Regions from separate parts of the Mus musculus genome. Here region 2 is linked to region 1. The links are chromatin contacts, called in public promoter capture Hi-C maps. All regions are on one chromosome and are shown on one strand. Each heading gives the region's core, a stretch centred on a gene start, on an enhancer-like site or on the middle of the called end of the contact. The rest is flanking DNA. Distances are from core to core; before and after follow the strand shown. Region 1 has its middle 14 kb from the start of Olfr521. Region 2 holds the start of Neu3 (neuraminidase 3).

Region 1 (6,186 bases), core at 1,822-4,321:
CTGGACTGGTTGGCTGGCCAGCCCCAGAGGTCCTCCTATCTCTGCTTCCCCAGTACAGGGATTACAGACACGTGGTGTTGTGCCAAGATATTTTTCTGTGGGTTCTGGGATACAACTTAGGTTCTCATCAAAAACTACAGGCACTGGGCCAATGGAACCATCTTCCCAGCCCTCCAAACTCATCTTTTTTGTGTAAGATTATCCAGTTGTCTCCGCACATTTTTCTTCAGTGATTGGTCTTGGTGCCCCGATAAATGTGTAGCTCAGTTCCCGAATGTCAGGGCTAGCCCAGTGGTCTATGTCTGTCTCTGTGGCCCCTCGCACCACTGTTCTCTCACAGTGCATTCTAAAATTGGGAAGTGGGAATTCTTAGGCTGGTTCTTTTTCAAGATCCTTTGTGTCAGGAGCCTGAAGGCAGGAGCTGATGCAAAGGCCATGGAAGAATGCTGCTTACTGGCTTGCTCCTCAAGGCTCTCTCAGCCTGGTTTCTCATAGCATCCAGGCCTACCTGCCCAGGGATGGCAACACCCACAGTGATCTGGGCCCTCCCACATCAATCGTTAACCAAGAAAACGTCCTATAGACTTGCCCACAGGCCAATCTGATGGAGGCATTTTTCTTAACTGAGGTCCCCTGACCAGATAACTAGCTTGTGTCAAGTTGACCAAACTAAACCAAACCAAAAAACAACCACAACCACTAACCAACCAACCAAGGATTTTGAGAACAATGTTGAAGAGACAAAAGAGGGAGACCTTGTCTTGTTCGTGTTCTCCTTCTTGCTTTAGGAGGAAAGAAAGGCTTTCAAACCTGCAGCAATGAGGTCACTTACTGTACGTTCCTCATGAGTGCATATTCCCATTCAGAGGAAGATTCCATTTCTTCCTAGCTTTCTGAGCCTTGAAAGGCTATTGAATTTTGTCAAATGTTTTCACTGCATCAATTAAGGTGATCATGTGATCCTCCCACGCCCGTCATTCTGTGCTGCCTTATATAGACTCTAATGTATTCAGACACTCTTCCGGTCTGTGGTAAATTTCATGTGGTCACAGTGTATTACGATTTGAAAATGGATTCAATTGGATAGCGTTTACCGAGAAGTTTTGCATTTATATCACAGAGGGTATTGATGGATGGGTGTTAGCTTTCTTTTGATGTCTTTGCCTGGGCTCTGCTATGATGCTGATGCTGAATTCATCTAATGACTTCCATGGTGTTCCTCCCTCTTTTCCCCCCTTAACATCCTTGAGAATAATGTTAATTATTCTGTAAGTCACAGGACACACCAAGCACATCCTCGGCTCTGGACTTTTATTGGTTGTAAGCTTTTTCCATCCAGCCTCTTTGCTTACACTTGATATTTTCCCCTTTTTCTGGACTCTCCTGGGTGTTTATAGAAAATTTTCATTTTATCTTGTTAATCTAGTTCACTGATGTGTCATAGTTCACACTGTTGTCTTATAATCCTTTTGTACTTTGGTTTGGGTTGAAACAGTTTACAGAAGGGGGAAGATATCTTTACCAACTCTAAATAAGACAGTGGGTTAATATCCAGGACATATAAAAAATTGCAAAAATTACCAAAAAGCTGAACCACTCAGTCGGTGGATTGTCTGTGAATTGAATAGATATCAAAGGAAGAAATAGAAATAGCTAGTAAATACTTCAAAAAGTATTCAACAGTCTTAGCTATCAGGGAAATGCAAAGTAAAACTGAGTTGAGAAAATCAACTCAGCCGGAATGGGACTGGAGAGATGGCTCAGTGGCCAAGGGCACCGGAGAGATGGCTCTGGCCACTGGGGGTACTTCCACATACATGTACACACCCATAGACAGATATATGCACCTACACATAATTAAAAATAATAAAAATCAGTCTTAAAATATTAACAAGGACTGGTAAGGATATAGGGAGAGAGAGCCTCTTAATCAATGATAGTTGTGATGCAAATTCATATAGCAACCATGTACATTAGTATGGATGGTCCTAGAAAAGCAGCAACTGCAATGACTCTGACCCAGTTATGGTACTCTGGGGTATGTACTCACAGAACTCATAAGAGATGCTTGTAATTTTCATTATAGCTGTGGTATTTACAATAGTCAGGAATTGGAACTAGGTGAATGTCCATTAACAGATGAGTGGGTGGAGAAAAGGAGGTGCTTATATTTTATGCAGCCGTACAAAGAAACGAAGTCATGGCCTGTTTCAGGGACATCTTCAATTGAAAGGTCACTGTGCTAAGTGAAACAAGGCAGACTCAGAGAGACACATACTGCACATGGTGTGTTCTCTCTCTCTCTCTCTCTTTCATTCATTCATTCATTCATTCATTCATTCTTTCTTTCTGTTTGTGTTTGTGTATGTGCATATGCACACATGTTTATATGTGCATTCTTTAGGTCGTGAAACTGAAAAAGAAAACAGAAGGCAGAAAGAGGTCCCAAGGTTCCATGTGATCAGAAAGCAGAAGGGGGTGGAGCACTAACTAGGAGAAGAGGAACCAGCTGAAGAGGAGGAGGCAGGACAGTGGCTGTGGGGGAGGGGAACAAATGAGCATAAAGGACAGTTTCATCCTTATTTTGTCTGCTAACCTAAAAGCCAATAAAGATAAATGTGTCTTTTGCTCAAGAGACGTTAACTACTAAATGAAGCACAAGGGTTAATAAAGGAAAAAAGGACTGGAAAACATTAATAAATAGAAGCTGTTACTTTCTAATTTCTCGTTTTCATTTTAAAGGATATTGACTTTGTATACTTGTTCTTTGATCCTGAACGATATTAGTTGTATCATTAATTTTACTTTGTCAAAGTTCAGAACATTAATTTTTGTTCCGTAGTTATAATTCCCAGAATGCTTCAGCCTAGGTTCTGTATTTAAATGCTACTCATCACTGTCACTTTTATCACCGATTCTTAATTCTGGCCATTCTTTATTTTGAGTCGTCTGCTGGCTGTCTGCATTGTCTTACATAACAGACTTTCAGAGCGGAGCCCACGGGTGCTGTGTTACCACTTCCTGTGTGTCTGAAATGTCTGCCTGCTGCCTTTAGCTCTGAGTGAGCTGGTCATCATGTGGCCCTGATGTGGATAAGGGCTTTTGCTTCCTCTCTTAGTTTGTTCATGACCTTGTGCAGTATGGCATGGCAGTGTGCACAGGTAATCTGTTTCCTACTCTCATTTATTCTTCTTGATGTCTACTGTATCCTTTAATGCTGTGAAATTAGTTCTTTATTTCATGGAACTTTCTTACTATTTATTTTGAGATACTCTATTGCATTCACTGACACCTTTGCTTTGAGGACATCAAATAGCCTAATAAGAAATGTTCTTCTGCTGCTCATCTTCCTCCATTTAGGCTCTGAGAAGAAGGATAGTCTCTCTTTCTCTCTCTGTCTCTGTCTGTCTGTCTATCTGTCTGTCTGTCTGTCTCTCTCTCTCTCTCTCTCTCTTCTCTTTCTATTCCTCCCTACAATACCCACTGATGACCTGCTGTCTACCAAACTGCCTCTTAACTCACAGTAGTTAGCCCTTGACTTGGGAGTGGTATGGTGTGGTGGTGTACATCTGAAATCCCAGCACTCAGGAGGCTGAGGGGGGAGTATTTTAAGTTTGAGGCCAGTCTTGCTGCATGATAAGATCCTATCTCAAAAACAAAAACAAACAAACAAACAAACAAAAAACCAAGTAAACTACTTTAGATTTTATTCTGATTTTGTGCTGAGCTCTAGGAACTGAGATGACTCTCCATCTTCCTTTGGGCATTCCTGGATGACAATAGAGTGCAGACAACCAGATGGACTGGAGTGGAAGGCAGACAGCCCAAGAGAAGGCTAAGACCCATCATCAAAGGAGGAAGCTGCTACAGATGTGTAGTCTCATCTGTATGGGAGACACGAGACCATCAGAAGGAAACAGAAGGAGGAATTCTTGTCTTCAGGGTACACGATCAGATGTGAAGGGAAAGGATTGAGATGGTGGCTGCGGATGAGGGATGGCTGTGACCATGAACCAGACAGACCATTATGACTACATGGATGGAACTGTAGCCTTCCATCTTGTTCTCTGTCCATACCCCCTCAGGCCACATTTCCTCTTCCCAAGCTTTTCTTCTCCATCAGCTGCTCAGCCTGGTAATCCTTTCTTGTCCTTGTGTGCACCAATTCAGACGGTCCCAGATGCAGTTCTCTTGCTGTGGGGGATCCTTAGAGACACTTGTGCTGTAGGAGTGGGAAACAGGAACAAACAGAATCATTTCCCTTGCATCCCAACTCCTAAAGATCGTGTCAGAAGGGGAGGATTCTGGGTAAAGGAGAGGAAAAGATCATACGGAAGTCTTGAAACCATATTGACTGTTCAGTGTGTGTCACTCATCCTGCCCTTCCTCTTTCCAGAGACTGACTTGGGAGTGTTAGGAAGACATCCCAGTGACTGGTTCTGCATGTGAAGAACATGCAGGGGCAGAAGGGGGCTCTGCTGCAAACTAACCAAGACATTTTTGGTTGCAAGTGACAGAAAACTACCCAGCAGTAGCGCTCAGAGTCTTGTTTGAAAGAACTGAGAACTCCTTTGGTTGATTTAGTCAAACAAAAGTTTTATTAAAGGAACAATTCCAAAAGTAACAAGTTCTCTGGAGATTAGCCCCACAGATAACTGAAATGGAGGGGATCTCAGCCTGGGAGGAGGTCCTTAGTAAAACGGGAAAATACAAGGATACTTCACTGGGCTCCTGCAACGCACAACAGCACCAACTCTCGGCTTCTCCTAGACCCTGATACCCATGGTTCCTGTATTAGTCAGGGTTCTCTAGAGTCACAGAACTTATGGATAGTCTCTAGATAGTAAAGGAATTTATTGATGACTTACAGTCGGCAGCCCAATTCCCAACAATGATTCAGTCGCAGCTGTGAATGGAAGTCCAAGGATCTAGCAGTTACTCAGTCTCACGCAGCAAGCAGGCGAAGGAGCAAGAGCAAGAGCTAGACTCCCTTCTTCCAATGTCCTTATATTGTCTCCAGCAGAAGGTGTAGCCCAGATTAAAGGTGTGTTCCACCACACCCTTAATCCCAGATGAAAGCCGTAGCCCAGATTAAAGGTGTGTTCCTTGAACTCAGAGATTCAATCTTCTGGAATCCATAGCTACTATGGCTCAAGATCTCCAAACCAAGATCCAGATAAGGGTCACTGGTGAGCCTTCCAATTCTGGATTGTAGTTCATTACAAATATAGTCAAGTTGACAACCAGGAATAGCCACTACAGTTCCCTTGTCTCACTTTCATTTCTGTTGCTGTGATGATACATCTGGCAGGGGTTTATTCCACTTACAATTCCAAGTTACAGTTGATTACCGAGGGAAGTCAAGACAGGAACTCAAGAAGCAAGCCACTCACACCTGCTCTCAACTAGCTCTCTCCGAGTAGCTTTTTTTTTTTTTCTTTACATTGATCAGGACCTCCCAGCCTAGGGAATGGTACTGCCTACAGTGGACTGCCTCTTCCAAAATCAGTTAAGAATCAGGAAAACTCCATAGAGATATGCTACAAGCCAACCTGATCTAGATAATTCTTTATTCAGACAATTTTTTTATAAGTGGCTCTAGTTTGTGTCAAGTTGACACTTAAAACTAACCAACACCTGAACCCTGATACTTCCCTTCATGCTTCTAAGGTCTGCTAGCCCCCTCTCTAGAAAGAACATTCATTACACAGCTCATGGATGGAAAAATTCCCCCAGTCTAGAAATTACTCAAGACAACCCACTGAAAAGAAAAAGTAACATAAAATAATAATTGTAAGTTTTTCTGGTGCTCATAATTTTGCTTTCAAAATCATACCAGTACATATCAATCACATACCAATGCATATTATATATTTATTTGTATTCTATGTGTAAGAAATATTTGACTTCTGTGGAAAGCAGTGTAAAATAGGGCAAAACATAACAAAAAATAATTTAGAAGGGAGAACAGCGGCTATTTTTAGGCTCCTGATAAAGAAAGGTGTAAACGCTAAGAAACAGGCTCGAGTTCCTGTCAGCCAAGGCAAGGAGAATCTGGTGTGTATGAAGTATGTCATTCTCTGGCAAAAGGAAGGTCAATAAATTTACTTTCAGATAAATTTTTTTCCACCAGCAGAAAGTTCCAGGACAATTCTGAGTGGTAGTATGAGTACTATATTGAACGCA
Region 2 (6,754 bases), core at 833-3,332, 47 kb before region 1:
CTTGGTCATGGTGTCTCCTCACAGCAATGGAAACTCTAAGACATCACCATGTGCATGCCTGGTGTTCTCAAAAGTTAGAAGAGGTCCTGTGGAAGTGGAGTTAAGGATGTTGGTGAATCATCATGTGGGTGCGGGCACTGGGCCCTCTCAACTACTGGGGCACCTCTCTCCGGCACCATGTTCTCATAACATTAAACATTTAATCTAGTCCTTTGTAAGTTGTTATTCCCCTGCCCCCTTTTTACACGGGTTCTCAGTATGTAGCCCCAAGTCCTCTGGAACTTACTATTAAAACCCCTGCTGATTTAGAGCATGTGGTTCTCTTGCCTCTGCTTCTTCAATTCTAGGATAGGTGTGCAGCACTGCACCTAGCTGTTATTTTGCCACACATATTTGGTAGTAGGATCCTTGTTAGGTCAGCTCTTTGAGCATGGCCTTTGTTGCTTTCTTCTAGCTACCTTGTTTTCAAGTAAGACCAGATACTCAAAGCCTATGCTATACCTCTTTCCCCTGCTCTGAAATCAGCTGTTTTTCTTTGAAGTCCTAGTTACTTTTAGCAGGAAACTACTTTATTTTATTTCAGTGTTGTCAGGCTAATCTCTCATTATTTAAAAAGGAATGAAGGAAAATCCCATCCTGTTATGATCTTGTGTCTTAGGAAAGCCCATCCCTTAGAGCGTTCACTGCCGTACCCATGGTATTTGCTCAGGCTCAGGGATTCAAACTCAGTAGGAGTCAATGTTTTTCCATCCTTTAAGTTAATATTCCATCTTTCCCTTCATCTTTTGACAAATTCCTTTATGTTTTACTTGGTTCCAACAAAAAAAATGAGTTTCAATTGTTTCTCTCCATGTGAGTTCTACTTCTGAGTATCAAGTTCACTTCAAAGAAAGAAGACCCCATATTCTTACACTGGAACTAGAGGAGGCAGCCATTTGGGAGAGAAACTCCTAACATGACTGGGATGAAATAAAAGGAAGTCACTTTGCTCCTTGGTGGACAGGGCCCTGCCCCCTGGCATCCTCACAGGCAGAGGAGGAATGGGGTCCGGCCGAATCGGCCCTGCTGTGCTGCTTTCTATCTTACTGTGGTTAGACCCACACTTGGGGGTGTGATTTCTTATATTATAAGGTGAAGGGTGCTATCATACATCTTACTATTATAAGTCAAATACAAGTCACTCCCCACAGGGTAATGCCACTATGCTAAATGTCCTAGTTCATTATGTTAACCTGGTACATAAGGAACCACTGTGAATTTTGATACCAATGTACTCCACATCTTGGTTTTTATGTTTGTTTGTTTGGGTTTTTGTTTTGGTCGTGACTTTTTCATTTTCTTTTTAGTCTCCTCTGGTAGCCTTGTTGACCTGATGGGTTTTGTTTGTTTGTTTGTTTCGGTTTGTTTTTTTGTTTGTTTGTTTGTTTGTGTTGTTGTTGTTTTTTTTTAACAGTCATTTTTAGCTTTCTTTGTCCCCACCCCTGGCTGATCTCTTAGATGCTGCAGTGTGTCAAGAGGGGCCTTTTCCTCTTTTGATTTTGGTAGGTGGGGAAGAATGGGATGGTCCTTGCGTGTGATTGTGAAACAAGAGAATGGATTCAGTACTTGGTGACAGATACATGTATGTAAATGTGTGTAGACAATATACAATAAGTTATCGAAGGTACAGGAGAGTGAACCTAGGACGTTGCACCTGCTAGGCGAGTGCTCTGCCACCTAACTGGTTTCTCGGCTCTGTTTATACTTTTTTTTAAAAATCTTGCGAGAAGGGCAATTGTTCAGGGTGGCCTTAAACTCATTTTGTAGTCCAGACAGATGAAATTTAACAGTCTCTACCACACTAGCAAAGTCCACAGCCCCGCACCACCAGGCCCTGATAAATATATACATTTTGGAACCTTTTGCAAGGAGAATGTCCAGTGCTTTGTGTGAAAACACCCCCTTCCACCTTTTATCTTTTTAGGAGTCCCCTCTGAGCCTCGGAACCTTTGTTCGACAATTAGACTGTCTAGGGAAGTTTTAGGCGGTGATACCTTCCACAGACCAATCGTTAAGGGCGTGGAGAAGCAAGCAGGGCGGGCACTGCGCGGTGAAGGGGCGTGGCCTGGCCGGGGAGGTTGACACCCAGACGCTGCTCTCAGTCCTCTGGCGCCTGCTCCCCAGCGCATTCCTTCTGCTCCTGGGATATTTGTCTCATTACTGCCAGTTCTTGCGCAGCGGTCACTGGGTTCGTTTCAGCGTCTGTGGTTTCTGTCGCTGTTATCCAGTCTCCATCGCCCCAGCTCAGCTTCAGGCCTTCTTCCGAGACTCCACGGGAGAGCCCAGAGAGCCTCCGGAGCCGGTGAGCTGGGGTGAGAGTCACCCGGAATTCGGCCGGGGACTGTGGGGACCTGCATCAGGAAGGAAGACTGAGTCAGCCAGAATCAGCTAGGACCATTCTACTTTTGCTTTCTTCCATCTAAAGCCAAACTTCAGCTGTAGTTTAGAACTGTGGGAACAAACCGAGACTGTGAAGTCTTCTTACTATAGAGGAGTTGTGGGCGACCAAAAAGGTTCCAAGGTGGAATGTTTTTGATACTAGATTTGCAACTGAGTGGTCTCCCCTAAGTTTTCCTCTTCAAACAAGGCTGACTTCAGAAGTCGTGCTAAACTGTACTCTCCCCAAGAAAGAGAATAGAGAGGACTTGGTTGGAAGGTGAGAGAGTATGGAACAGTAATTAATAATCAGAATTATCTGCTAAAGCAAACAACTCCAAAGCAGACCTGTACTAGATTCTTCTCAGCCCCTAGTTCTGAGCACATAGTTTGGGTGAATCCTTTAGGTGTGACCAGGCCACTGTGTTACCACTGTCATCATTATTATTAGAATAATCATAGTGAAAATTAATGACAATTTAATTGTTGAGGTGATGGCAGAACCAAAACTGAATTGTAAAAAGGTCAGCATTCACAATAATTAAAGACATCAATTTGTATAGTGCCTTAACGTTTATAAAGCATTTTTGAATGGTCCTGATAAGTACACATTACTAACCTTTAACAAATGAGAGCCAGTCATGGGGCCTGGCTCCTGTTAATCCAAGCACTCAGGAGGCTGGGGCATGAGAATCACAAGTTCAAGACCAGCCCAGGTGCTAAGAGGAGGTTGTAATTGATAGAATAATGCAGTGCTTAATGATGGGGCTTGGTACTGAGAACACAACAATGATGTGGTTTCATTGTGAGAACTTCATCAGTGTGTATGCACATCGTATGGCTCAGCTAGGCTGTATGGAGAATATATATATATATATATATATATATATATATATATATATATATATTCCATATATATGCCTATTGCGGCTGGAGCCATGATGAGTGAAACATGAAATGAAGTCAAACACAAGAAAAAATGGTGTCAAGAGATTCTGAAAGCATGGATTGTGTGAGGCTGCTGCCAGCTAAGGTAATATGCTGTTTCACTGTAAATGTTTGTAAGTTTGTATTCCAAGATAATAACAAAGTGTAGTCTAATGAATGATTGCAAGCCAGTAAAGTAGCTTTTTGTCATTTCAAGTTGTATGAGCTGTACATAGATATTTGTATATGACTGACATCACAAACGTGTTATATGTCTGGGCTGTGATACTGGTGTCTAAGATGTCTGTGGGTGATGGGAACTTTAACACAATTAGAATCTGTGGGACCACCACACACACACACACACACACACACACACACACACACATATTCAGTCTAGTATTACATTGTATATAGTACATGACTACTGTTCTACATCAGTTTCAGGAGTCAGAAATAATGTGCCCTGTTTGGCATGGTGGCACAAACTAACTAACACTCAGGAGCCTAAGGTTCTAGGATAACAAGTCAAGGTCAGTCTGGGATACAAAGTAAGACATTGTTTAGGGGGGAAAATTAATGATTTATTTATTATTTCAATTTATAACTGAAAAATAGTGATATAGTGACTGCCATGTCTTGTGCAATAGGCTTTGTAACAGCTACTTCAGGCTTATTTGTTCTTTTTATGTAGAACTGAATTCATTTTATAGATGAGGATCTGCAAGCAGTAAAAGCTGTTAAGTACTCTAAGCTATGCCTTTCATTATGCACTGCCCGAAGTGGGACTCAGAGACAGGCATCCTTAGAATAGAGCCAGCCCAGTGGTGCATGGAAGGAGAGAGCTGGACTGTGGCGCACAGGCATGCTCTAACATGCCGACAAGACAGTCCACCCAGTCGTTTGATTAAGTGGTACAAGTCCCAGCCTGGAAGGAAGGGCAGCTTTTCTTGACTCAGAGGCCACTTCTCTCACTCTTCTCACAGTAGTGAACCACCATTGTCTCAATGTAATGATCCATTGAGTCATTCGTACGTTCCAGTTTCTCTTGCTTGACTCAGGCTGCAGACCGACGCAGTGCAACATTCCCCCGTATCTCATTACCCAGAAAGCTGCCTGAGAGACTGGTCTAAACTGACCGATTTTCCTGTCAGAAACTCTACGGTGGCTCCCTGTCTGTAGGATGGATACCACAATAAGGTGACGGGTTTGTCGGGATCTAGCTCTGCTGGTCAACTTAGTCCCGTCTTTGCTCACAGGTCTTTCACGCCCCTCACCACAGTCACACTAGCCGACTGAAAGCGCCCACAGCTCACTGTTGTCTGTTACCCAAACCCGCAAGCTCGCTGCTTCTTGCCCCATCGCTTGGCTGACCCATATAGAGAGATCTTCACTCTCTATATTCCAGTTCATCTATCCCTGCACTCACTCAGCCAGCAAATCCGAGCCAGAGCCTATCACGGACCACGCCTGGTTCTAGGTGAGGAGATAATTCCCATGTGTAATTGAGGGGTGCAGTGAGGAAGCCACACAGGTGGCAACCTCTTCAGAGATTTGGGGGGGCTGTAGGAGAAGATAAAGTAGTGGCCTTTACTGACAGATGGAAGCCCACTCTAGAAGGTGACTGAGGAATGCTGAGGGTCCCCTGGGTTAGCAGAGAAAAGGCAGAGAGAGAGAGGAGCAGACCGGTGATAGCCAGAACTACGGGAGCAGGAAAGATAGCAGATATGGTGGGAGAGTCCCGCCTGACGGAAGGAGGGCAGGTTAGCTGGAATAGCCTGGGAACTATTGTGGGGCCTCTGATCTGCTGGAAGCCTGTTTGGTTTAGTAGAAACTAGAGGCCCTCTCCAGAGATTACGGGCCTGTAGGAGAAGATAAGAGCGTAATGGCTTTTCCTGGCAAACAGAAACACACTTTACAAGGTTTCTGAGGAGCACTGAGTGTTCACTGGGTTAGAGTCCAGCCTGGGATGAGCACAGACTGCCATCTTGGGGTGTTGGGACCTGATACCGTGGATCTTTTATTTTGTAGCATGCATTGAGTATGTACGCTATGGGAGACCTCCGAGAGTGAGAAGTCCTGTGGGGAAACAAGCAGGGAACAAGGCACAGAGGCGGCAAGCCGTTGTCAGATAACAGCCCAGCGACTGGATGATATCTGCGCACAGCTTCGGGAGGGGAGGTAGTAGATGAGGTTTGACCAGAACTTAGGGAAGTGAGGTAGGGAATTGTGTGACTATCTGAAAAAGAATGTCCCAGGCAGAGTAGGTAGCTAGCTTGGCCCAGTGTTACCCTCTCAGAAGGTCTTTTGCTGGGGCTTTGAGCTGCACAGCTGTGTCTTTGCTATTTGCGCTTGTTGTTTATCTCTAAGACAATGCTCACTGCTTCATATCTATCTTTGTGTGTATCTCCCCCCTCATTCGTTCTAACCTTGAGAACAGGTGTCTCCTCAACACCAGTGTAAGGGCCTAATATATGTAGGCCCAGAAATGTTTATTGAATAAATACTGAGGGAGGATTTATTGGCCTAGCTCTTATGGATTCCTTCCTTCCTTCCTTCCTTCCTTCCTTCCTTCCTTCCTTCCTTCCTTCCTTTCTTCATTCTTTCTTCCCTTCTTCCCTTTCTCCCTCCTCCCTTTCTTTCTTTCTTTCTTTCTTTCTTTCTTTCTTTCTTTCTTTCTTTCTTTCTTTCTTTCTTTCTCTCTTTCTTCCTTCCTTCCTTTCTTCCTTTTCTTTATTTTCTTTTCCTTTCTTTTCTTTCTCTCTCCCTCTCTCTCTCCCTTCCTTCCTTCCTCCCTTCCTCCCTTCCTTCCTTCCTTCCTTCCTTCCTTTCTTGTATAAATTGTTTGAATATGGGCATTGGATAACAGATAATTTGAAAGAAGCTTAAATCTTAAAGTTTATTTTTTTCTGTTTGGCCTGAGTCCCTTTTGTGGCCTCTGGGGAGTGGGGCTTTTGGGCTATTTCAGTTTCTGGAGGCTTCTACTATTAGTGTCACAGACCTGCTAGCCTAGCAAATGGCAGCTAGACTTTCACAAAGACCCATGTAGCTGAATTTGCGGAAAAAAAAAATAATCTCCAAGGGGCTGAGAGTAAGAGCAAACCCAGAGCCAGAGTAGCAATCCCTTGAGCTACACACAGCGGGTCACATGCAAGAGTGTGGCTTTTAACACACTTGTCACCCCAGCCAAAGCTACAGGTCTACATGCATTAGACCACCCAGAACTGAGATCACAGCACCAAGATGCGTCCCTTGAGAATCTCCACCCTCTGTTGTGTGCACCCCTCACACAGTGACTAGAGGACAAAGCCCTCTTACTGGCACAGATGAGAAAGCAGGCTGTCTTTTTTCTGAGGCTTCAGGATGGGGAGAAAGCTTTCCTGGTGCTTTGTTAATCTCGAATGTTACTCAA

Evidence for each region. Promoter capture Hi-C pulls out the DNA fragments that hold promoters and counts their contacts.
Region 2: a promoter capture Hi-C map of macrophages shows a contact between it and region 1, with 5 read pairs. The contact joins the promoter of Neu3 here to the enhancer-like site in region 1. A contact is called at or near these places in 8 of 39 promoter capture datasets (cranial neural crest, embryonic stem cells, frontonasal cranial neural crest and 5 more), 1 of 15 datasets of contacts at CTCF or cohesin (the G1E-ER4 cell line), 2 of 115 datasets of contacts at active chromatin or transcription factors (CD8 T cells and embryonic stem cells) and 3 of 9 other capture datasets (adipose tissue, liver and pancreatic islet).

The regions. Positions count from the first base shown.
Region 1 is chr7:99,778,431-99,784,616 of GRCm38.p6, reverse strand. No RefSeq gene overlaps it. Among named protein-coding and RNA genes, the nearest start is that of Olfr521, 14 kb to the right of the region's middle. Within about 2 kb of position 3,071, at least 27 of the 459 cell types and tissues checked have an H3K27ac peak or open chromatin away from gene starts, as enhancers often do. A contact at or near this core is called in adipose tissue and macrophages, where this site is marked.
Region 2 is chr7:99,823,745-99,830,498 of GRCm38.p6, reverse strand. It overlaps Neu3 (neuraminidase 3), which reads left to right and starts at 2,082. Exons shown (of 3, transcript NM_016720.2): 1 at 2,082-2,341.